Linked DNA regions of Astyanax mexicanus: region 1 is linked to region 2. Evidence: chromatin contacts called from public Hi-C data. All regions are on one chromosome and are shown on one strand. Each heading gives the region's core, a stretch centred on a gene start, on an enhancer-like site or on the middle of the called end of the contact. The rest is flanking DNA. Distances are from core to core; before and after follow the strand shown.

Region 1 (4,993 bases), core at 552-3,051, 51 kb after region 2:
CTCACCTGTTGTATTTTTGTATTTTCTCTATGCACACTTGTGCATAGTCTTGTGCTTTACCTACTGGCCTTGTATTGTTTAAAGTACCTCCCTGTATTGCTACAGAAATAAAATAATTGTAATAATTAAGGTTAATAGAACTGCATAGAAGTTCCATTTACCAGTTAACCACAGCAACTGTATTTTTGTAAATACTGTTTTATATATTATTGGCCTTATTGGCTCTGTTTCTATTACTGTACTAGGGAAGTAGCCCAACAATACTACCATATAGTACTATTACTAAAAAGATTTACATTTTAAAGTTTACCAAAACAACCAAGGAAAAACTCACTCTTGGCCAAACAGCTTATAGCCACGTGCCAAGCTAAATAAACAAATATGATTATATTATTATTAATACTAATAAAATAATTTGTATTCACTGTATTTACATGTATTGTTTTATATATTATTGGCAACACTGACTCTGTTTCCATCACTGTAGCAGAGAAGTAGCCCAACAATATATAGTAGCCCCACCATAAGTTACTACACATATTTTAAATATTTTAAAGTTTACCAAAACAACCGAGGGAAAACTCACTCTTGACCTATCAGTGCCAAACACAACCAACCACGATACAGCTTATAGCCACGTGACAATCTAAATAAACAATTATGTTTATAATAATAATAGTAATGCTAATAATATAATATAAAATAATACCCCAGCATATGTTGTAACTGTTATCTCACCTGTTCTCTGGATATGCAGGGCAGCGAGGGCCTCCGGGGCATCTTCCAGGCTCCTCCGTAGCAGCCCCCGGCCGCTTCCCCCAGCGCCGCGCAGCTCGATCTCCTCCTCGGCCGCACCACCGGCACCTTCTCCTCGGTCCCCGCGCTGCTCACGGCCTGCCGCGCCGGGTAGCGCCGCTCGAAGCCCAGAGCCAGCGCGGCGCCCCCGGTTCCCGCCAGGGCGGCGAGGGCAGGCCTGAGCGCGGGGGGCACGCGTCCCAGCCCCCCGAGCGCCACTAGCCAGGCGGCGGCGGCCAGGGCCAGCGCCAGCACGCTGTGGCGGAGCCGGAGAGCCGCGGGGGCCAGCGTCAGCAGGCCGGCACAGGCCAGAGCGAGCGGCAGCCGGCTCGCCGCCGCCACCACCGGGGCTTCCTCGTCCGAATCCCTCTCCCCGTCCTCCACGAACCGCGCCAGCAGCCAGTCCCCGAGGTGGCAGGAGGCGGGCAGGGCGAGCAGCCAGCCGCGGCCGCTCTCCCGCTCCGCCCGCCGCAGGTACAGCGTGAGGAAGAAGTAGGCGCAGCCGATGCTGAACAGCGGGCTCGCGGAGTGCCACGCGTCGCCCGCGAACTCCCGCAGCCCCGCCGCTGCCGAGCTCCAGCGAGACGGGGAGGCTGGAGAAGCAGCTGCCGCTAACAGCAGCAGCCACGCGGCGGCCAGAGCGGCGACCAGCGCGGCCAGGGCTCCGCCAGCGCAGGCCGCCCAGGCCCGCAGCGGCTCCGAGGCGCCGCACAGGCGGCACGCGTGAGCCAGCAGCCCCCGCTCGCCGTCCTGCTTCAGCGGCGTCACGCAGCCCTTCACGTAGCCGTTCCTCAGGCTCTCGGTGGAGGTGACGGTGGCGGTGGCAGTGGCGGCTCCGTCTTGCTGCTGCTGTCTGCCGCTGTTCTTCCCGCCGCGCTGGAGCAGCTCTCCGTCCTCCCGGACTGCCATGCTCGGTTTCTCGGTATTCCTCCTTCCTCCTCCTCGCTCTCTTTTCTCCGCGTGTGTTTAAAGTTTCCTCGCGCCGCCACCGACGGTTCTCGCACTCGACGGGCGAACGCGCTCCATGTTCGCTCAAACGGGCTCCAGCATTTTGGCTCCCGAGCAGGAAAAGAAGGTGAAATGTTGTTGTTGTGGTTCTGAGGGCTTTTCTTGTAAAGAGAGAAAGAAGGCAGGCAGGGAGCTCCACTGCACCGTCTAGAGGATATATCAGATACAGCACTATAACTGCACTGTGTGTGTGTGTGTGTGTGTGTGTGTGTGTGTGTGTACTGTGCAGACTGTGCACGTGTCCAAATACTTCTGGACACCCCATGCAACTACAGTATATGCATTGCTTTCTGCTACTAGTTTATGCATTTTAAGAGATGTATAGTAACGAAATAGAACCACTAAGTTACACTAATGTAGGAAAGACCAGAGACAGGGATGGTTGCTGCACGTTTTGTGTTTTTTTTTCCAATAAATACAAAAAACAACAATTACACATGACTGGAACTTCCAATTTGCTGTATCATAAACTCCAGTGTGTCAAGCACTGAAACGTTTTTGTATTGTATTGTAAGTAGTTTTATGAAATATGTACAGGTTGCAAAGTTGATACGGTTAAATACAGTTACTGTCCACTGTTACAATTATCCCAGTGTTGAGTATACACTGTAAAAATCCTTCTGTAAAAAAAAAAGGCAAATGGACTGTCAGTTTCACTACTTTAAAAAAATCTGTTACTTTACTGTCGGTCTGTATCAAAACAGATATTTTTCTGTAAATTTACTGATAAATACTGTGTAAAAACTTTTTTCTTTTTTATAGGAAATCCCATTCCCATCACCTAAAATACCAATTTTTTATTTTTATTAACTAAACGACTATTTTGAGATACTTATTCATTATGTCGATATAGTAAGTCATTATTTTAAGATAGTAAGTCAGTATTTTAAGATACTAATTCATTATTTTGGGACAGTAGGTCATTACTTATTTATTTATTTATAACTCAATAGTCTAATAGTCAATTAGGCAACTTGGTTTTCCACTAGTTCACTCGGTAGTTTACTAACCCACTAGTCCACTAGTCAACTCGGTAGTCCAATAGTCTTCTCAGTAGTCCACTATTCCACTCTGTCGTCCACTATTCCACTCTGTAGTCCACTAGTACACTCTGTAGTCCACTGGGTAGTCACTAGCCCATAGGTAGTCCACCAGCGTTGTTATTCCAGCTGCACACAGATCACTGATATGAATGTGAACACTACATTTTTAACATTAATTTAAACACCAGTGCCTAGTAAGATAACCTAGTGTTTGTGATAAACTAACTGACTGAATTAGCTAGCCATTTAGCTTACCTGTTCAGGAGAAAAGTAGCAGCTCTGGGTTGGTCTTATAGTCTTTTTGAACTCAAAGTCTTCCCCAGCTTTCGAACTCACTGCCAATATTCACTCTTGTTTTATTCCTTCTTTGGTTACTGAGCTTTTTTGAGACATGCTGAGTTTTTTAAGCTGTGTAGCAGCTGAGGTTTAACTGAACCAGCCCTGCTAGCTAACTCATTTGCTGTGCCACTGATATACCTGTAGGCGAAGTAGACCGAACACTTAAAATAGGAATGTACTGGCTGAAGCCCTGCTAACAAGAGCTGCCAATGCTTTCACTCAGCATGTTTCCTTAATATCTGATAAATAAATTGCATATTGATCCTTTAAATACATTAAAACAATTAAGGGATGCATATAGAATTATGTAGTAAACAGCAAAACAGTGTTTATCCTCCACAATCCCCTCTGATTAACTGAGATGGTGATTTGACGTGATTTAATTAAGATGAGCAGGATCTTCACAGCGTAAAACTATTGTTCAGCACCTCCAGGAACTCCTTCCTTTAAGATGCTGAAAAAACTATTCCAGGGGACTCTCCCTCATGAAGACACTGAGATTAAAATACCAAGAGTCTGCAGATCTATCCTCAAGAGAAATGTGTTACTGGTATATTTAACACTTTTTAAACTAAATAATTAAGTATGTGATTTTGTATAGCTTTAATATAATCTTCAATATTACATTTGCATTGTAAGAAAAAACAAAATACTCTAAGGTTTCTGAGGCTGGTAGCTCTGATGGTGTATCCTGTGCAACCGATGGAACTCTTGCTCTTCCTTTCCTCGGGCGGTGCTGATGAGTGCCAGTTTCACCATAATGTGTTTGATAGTTGCTGTCCAATGTAAAACAAGTATCTCCATTTTTGTTGTTTTTTTAGTTTACTACATAATTTGCAAACACAAACTGTCCCTTACAGTGTGTCAAAATATATTGATAAATGAAACAAAATAAATTTTCTGGGATGAACTTCTCAGTAGTCCATTATTCCACTCTGTAGTCCATTATTCCACTTTGTAGTCCACTAGCATACTCTGTAGTCCACTCGGTAGTCCACTAGCCCATATGTAGTCCACCAGAATTGTTATTCCAGCTGCACACAGATCACTAATATAAATGTGAACACTACATTTTAAAAATTAATTTAAACACCAGTGCCTAGTAAGATAACCTAGTGTTTGTGATAAATTACCTGACTGAATTAGCTAGCCATTTAGCGTACCTGTTCAGTATGAACTGAAATTTTGATTTTCAGTGAAAACTAAGATTTTATTTTTGGAGAAACATGTTTTTCATTGGATAGCAACAATACATATATAAAAATATAAACATTCTAGTTTATTTAATAACATTTGATATTTTTTGTTTATAAAATAAATTTAAATGTTTAAAAATATATATATAAGAAAGAAAACACATGGAATGAGAAGAGGTGTAATGTGTGTCTAAATTCTTTTACTTTTGGTACTGTGTTTCAGTACACTATTGGTGTACAATATTGAATTGTGACGCGGCCGTGCTGTGTGGTTGAGGACGCGGCCCCGTTCCCTCCACGTCTCTGATTGGTCCGCCTTGCTCTTCCTGTACAGTGTTGATGTGGCCGGGTCTCTGAAGCTCCACGTCACTCGGATCCTGAGCTGAATCAGAGCCGGAGAGGAGAGCGCAGACCCGGGCAGGAGAGGAGCGCCGACCCGCTGAACAGGTACTGGAACCCGCGTTCAGCTCTGAATCTTTAAAACAGCGCGGTAACGCAGTTTTAATGCTTTATTTCACACCGTTCGCAGCGCGCTGACTGACCGCGGCCACGGAGCACAGCTAACGCTCTACATCCACGTAGACGCCACCACCACCAGCAGCTAATGCTAAT
Region 2 (5,570 bases), core at 1,307-3,806:
ACTAAATGCCACTGACATAATGATAACAGAATAGCATAAAAAACAATTATACACTTTTTAAAGATGGCACCTGTTCACTATTATATGTGTGAACAAACATACAATTAAACACAATAGACGATATCACAATGATCAGAAATTATTGAGATCATGTTCTTTTATTGTGCGATAAATCGGTATTGCAATTATTGTGACAGACCTAACAGTGACTGATTTATTTGAATTATTGTAGATTATATTTGACATATATTGCAGCGTTTTCTCTTACATTAGACCATTTTTTGGCCTTCACACTTTACTGTCTGTGTGCAATTCAATTCTAAATATATATATATATTATATTATATTATATTATATTTATTTTAGTGCAAATAATGCAAAAACAGTGAAAATAGTATATAATAATCCAGTACTGAGAGTGTGTGTGTGTGTGTGTGTGTGTGTGTGTTTGCACTACTGTTAAAAGGGTGATCCCTGATTGTGAGCAGCTGTTTTGGCGGCTCTCTGATTTACAGCCGGCGAGGCGAGGCCACCTGCCTCCAGCCTCCAGTCTGACCAGACACTGATGACGCAGGAGGTCCAGACCCGGCACACAGCGTCCAACCCGGCGCCGTGCCTTCCAGCCGTGCCCACCCCCGTCACAGCTGGCACTCTCTACAGCCTTCCCTGCCTCTCTGTCCCGCCATGCCCCCCCCCCCACACCCCCACCATACAGATGTGGAGCTTCCAAGAACCCCTTTGCTGTTCCCATCTGCCCCGCCCCCTCCACATGCTGCTCCTCCCCCTCTGCAGGCAGCTCTGACACAAGCAGGGCAGAATCAGGTCTTCAGGCTTTTCTACAGGACTGCTGTCACTCTCTCTCTCTCTCTTTCCTCTTTTCACTGTCTAATTCTCTCTCTCACTTTCAATCTCTCTCTGTCTTTCTTTCATTCTTTCTCTCGGTCTTTTAATTTCTCTCTGGGTCGGTCTTTTTCAGTCTCTCTCCGTCTCTTTCAGTCTCTCTCTGTCTCTTTCCGTCTTTCAGTCTCACCTTCTGTCTTTCAGTCTCTTTTTCTGTCTTTCAGCCTAACTTTCAGTCTTTCAGTCTTTCTTTCCGTCTTGTTCAGTCTCTCTATCTATTGAAGATTTTTTATTAAAGATTTTATTTCTTTCTGCATCTTTCTTTCAGTCTCTCTTTATGTCTTTCAGTCTCTCTCTTTCTGCATCTCTCTTTCAGTCTTTTTCTCTTAGTCTCTTTCTGTCTTTCAGTCTCTCTTTCCGTCTTTCAGCCTCTATTTCTGTCCTTCAGTCTCTTTCTACCTGCATCTCTTTTTCAATCTTTTTCTCTGTCTGTCCTTGTCCTTTCAGTGTTTTTCTTTCAGTCTCTCTTTCTATCCTTCAGCCTCTCTTTCTTTCCTTCAGTCTCTTTCCATTTTTCAGCCTCTCTTTCTGTCTTTCAGTCTTTCTACCTGCATCTCTTTTTCAGTCTTTTTCTCTTAGTCTCTTTCTGTCTTTCAGTCTCTCTTTCCATCTTTCAGCCTCTATTTCTGTCCTTCAGTCTCTTTCTACCTGCATCTCTTTTTCAATCTTTTTCTCTGTCTGTCCTTGTCCTTTCAGTGTTTTTCTTTCAGTCTCTCTTTCTATCTTTCAGCCTCTCTTTCTTTCCTTCAGTCTCTTTCCATTTTTCAGCATCTCTTTCTGTCTTTCAGTCTTTCTACCTGCATCTCTTTTTCAGTCTTTTTCTCTCAGTCTGTCCTTCAGTCTCTCTCCGTCTTTCTGCATCTCTTTCAGTGTTTTTCTTTCAGTCTCTCTTTCTGTCCTTTAGTTTCTTTCCGTCTTTTGGTCTCTCTTTCCTTCTTTCAATCTCTCTTTCTATCTTTCAGTCTCTCTTTCTCTTTCAGTCTTTCATGTTTTTTTATAATTCAACATGTATTTTAATGTCTTTTTATGATTTTTGCACATTTCATTTTATTTCTTTATTTCTTTTATGTTTTTTAATGTGTTTTGTTGAGGGATGTTAAGCTCTATACTCTAAACTGATGTTAGTTGGATCTTATTTTTTTAATAAAAACTCCATTAAAAAGAGAGAAAATGCCAGTAGTAGAAGTTGACGTGCTGTAATTTGGGGTAAATCTGTGTATTAAACGCTGAATATTTCAGTATATTTATACAGTGTATTTATTGCTTCATGCTGTTTCAGCATGTTTGGGGAAACGTCCTGCAGAAACACAAAGCAGAGCAGATTAAACTGTTCCTCCGCAGCTCAGAGCAGATCAGCGGCTCACCGGCTCACCCGGCGCGGAACCTGCCACTCTCCCCGGCGCGGGCGAGCGGCAGGCTGGAGCGGTGGCGCGGTGCCAGGCGGCGAGGAGCTTGCATAATGACAAACACGTGTTTGCAGGAACAACAAAAATGCCACAAGCTGAGGAAGGTCAAGTCTATTACGTCAATGATGAACTTTTTCCCACAATGGCATTTTTTACCATTCAGAGCCCTCAGCCTCTGAGACCAGCCACTGAACCAGCCACTGAACCAGACAATACCCTGAGACTCACGCCCACCTCCACCCAGCTCATGCTTTACACTGCAGCACTGTGTGTGTGGAGCGTATTGCATAGTATCTTAAAATAATAATAATAATAATAATAATATTGCAAAAAAACATTTACACTAATACAAAACTCTGTATAACTAACTGCTTAAAAGCAGTTTATTTGGTCCAACTTTTAGACCAGTCAAAATAATAACTGTTTAAGTTTGGACAATATTTTACCCTAGAAATAATTGCGATAAACTATATGTTTGTCATTTTTTGATAATGATATAATCATAAGAAAACATTAAAACAGTTTTAAAGAGTAATGAACTTTTATTTCTTAAAATAATTTCAACATTAACATTCACAGTAAAGTGCACTGATTACTAAGATAACCATAATAATAAAAATATATATTTTGTACAACAAATTGATAATGAATTTGTTTAGAGAGCTCAAATAATAATAATAATAATAATAATAATAATAATAATAATAATAATAATAATAATAATAATAATAATAATAATAATAATAATAATAATAATAAAAATGCAAGAACATTTACAACTAATAGAATAACTCAGTATATTGATAACATTAAAAGCAGTTTATCTGTTCCAACTTTTAGACCAGTCACAATAATAACTGTTTAAGTTTGGACAATATTGTGTCCTAGAAATAATGCATATAAATAAATAATTGCGATAAATTATATTATTGTAATTTTAAAAGCATTTTATGACACTGATATAATCATAGTATAATAGCATAAAAGTACATTAAAACAGTTTTAAAGAGTAATTAACTTTTATTTCTTAAAATAATTTCAACATTAACATTCACAGTAAAGTGCACTGATTACTAAGATAACCATAATAAACTCGCATAATAATCGTACGCAATAATAATAATAATAATAATAGTTTAATTACAACAACATCGTTTATCACAATTACTTATTTTTCATTCGCAAAATACTGATTCATTGATCACATTTATTTATACTGTTAATCTTTGTGGTTTCCATAAGTCAGCATTAACATATATGTTGACAACTTTTAACTACATTTAACTACCAAGATTAATGATTTATCCAGTAATCATAATGTGTCATAACGTGGTGTATGCTAACCTTATATTACATTAGCTTAATTATATTAAAGTGACTTTCCTATATTATTTTATTAGATATATTAATGCTGACTGATGGAAACGACAAAGTACGATAAGCATCCAGGCCACTGTTGCCTGTTGCTCTTTCTATTGACTTATATTAATGTTTTTTCAACCTAGTTAACAGCCATTAATAAAATCAGGAAGCATTAGGAAAATTAGCAGCAACTATTGTTCATCACCTCCAGGAACTCCTTCCTTCAAGATGCTGAGAAAACTATTCCAGGTGACTCTCCCTCATGAAGACACTGAGATTAAAATCTCACCAAGAGTCTGCAGATCTGTCCTCAAAGATACATGTAATACTTATTTAGAATAATCTAAAGCATAAAACTCATTCTGGTTTGTTTAATGCTAAACAATTCAGCATGTGTTCCTGAATAGCTTCAATATAGTCTTTAATATTAAATTTACAATGTAAAAATTCATAAAATAATCAAAATATCAAGATATGACCTTTTATATATATATATATATATATATATATATATATATATATATATATATATATATATATAAAAAAGTAGCATTCGTTTGTTACTGTACTTAACCCTCCTGTTTTGTTCCGGGTCAACTTGACCTGGTTTAATGTTTGAAGCTCTAGGAAAAATAGTTAAAAGTATTTTTTTCAGTTTAAAACTTCTTCTGCTTGCCTTAATTAGTTTAATGAACATATAATATGAAAATGGTTCATCTCACATATTTGCAAAAACTAAAACAAAATTACAATGTTATGTTTCAATGTTATGTAAAACTATTGTTTTGTATGTTGGTCTTTTAAAAGTAAATAAAGTAGGGAAACGTTAAAAAAAGTTTGAATGAAAAACGAGTGAATTATCCTAATTGAGTTAGTAAAAAAAATTATATTTACACTTCTTGTAAGGATTTTTGGGGGGTTTTTAAGTTTATCTTTTGGATAATTAAAGATGCAGCGGGTCAAACTGACCCTGGAACACCATTGCTGTTCCTAAAAAAATTTACATAATAGGAGGGTTAAGTTGCAATGTAGGTTCTCTCTACTGTACTGGACTGTTTATTTTTTTATTACATTTTCACACAATTATCTGAACGTTCTACTCCTTACATTTTAATAAAAACAGCCTCGTTACTCCTGTTTACTCATTTCAGCTCGTTTTTTTAAATTCCGGCTTCTCATCGTTCAATAAAACCTCTATCCAGATAAATCTCTCCATCCAGATCAGAGTGAATCTGATTGTGATTGGATGTAGAGTATAAACATATAAGTATAAAAATATACCATTCCGACTCCCTATTGGTTTATACTGTGATCCATCACACCTGCACACCCTTCTTTAATATATCCTTTATCATATATATATATATATATATATATATATATATATATATATATATATATATATATATATATATATATATATATATATATTAAAGAATATATTTAATATATAGTTACATTCTACTAAATATAAAATACATTCATTTACAATTGGGCATATATGCAGCAGAAACATTGGGAGCCTAGTGTATCCCAAATATAAGGTTTTCAACATTATCATTTTAATATTTTAACATTATAGTCTTTATAGCTTTTAGAAAAATGTGTTTTGGAGAAAGGGTAGTTACTTCTACTTTTATACTTTAAGTAGTTTTAAAACCACTTTTCCTTGAGCTTGAGTTGATTCTTCTTTAACTTCTACAGAAGTATTTTATTAAACTCTAGTATCTATACTTCTACCTATTAAGCGTTAAGCGTCAGAGCCTCAGTTGGTGGAGGTTGTGGTGTTCTGGTGAGAGAGGTGGACTGGCAGTTCTAACCCGGCTCCGGTTTTTATTCAGCGCTGAGTGAAAAGCCTGCGGCTGCTCTCGGCCCGGCGCACTTCTTCCTGTTTATTCCAGC

Evidence for each region. Hi-C and Micro-C count contacts between places; a contact is called where the count stands out from the background.
Region 1: a contact with region 2 is called in a Hi-C map of blood, with 2.7 times the contacts expected there. The contact joins the promoter of pde3b here to the enhancer-like site in region 2. A contact is called at or near these places in 2 of 3 Hi-C or Micro-C datasets (blood and muscle).

Annotation. Positions count from the first base shown.
Region 1 is chr16:40,536,687-40,541,679 of AstMex3_surface, forward strand. pde3b (phosphodiesterase 3B) reads right to left here and starts at 1,802. Exons shown (of 16, transcript XM_022670109.2): 1 at 739-1,802. The coding sequence starts at 1,704. copb1 (COPI coat complex subunit beta 1) reads left to right here and starts at 4,716. Exons shown (of 22, transcript XM_049465388.1): 1 at 4,716-4,828.
Region 2 is chr16:40,485,030-40,490,599 of AstMex3_surface, forward strand. All of the region lies in intron 1 of pde3b (phosphodiesterase 3B), which reads right to left. Among protein-coding and RNA genes, the nearest start is that of LOC125782185, 35 kb to the right of the region's middle. Within about 2 kb of position 2,557, the one cell type or tissue checked has an H3K27ac peak away from gene starts, as active enhancers do.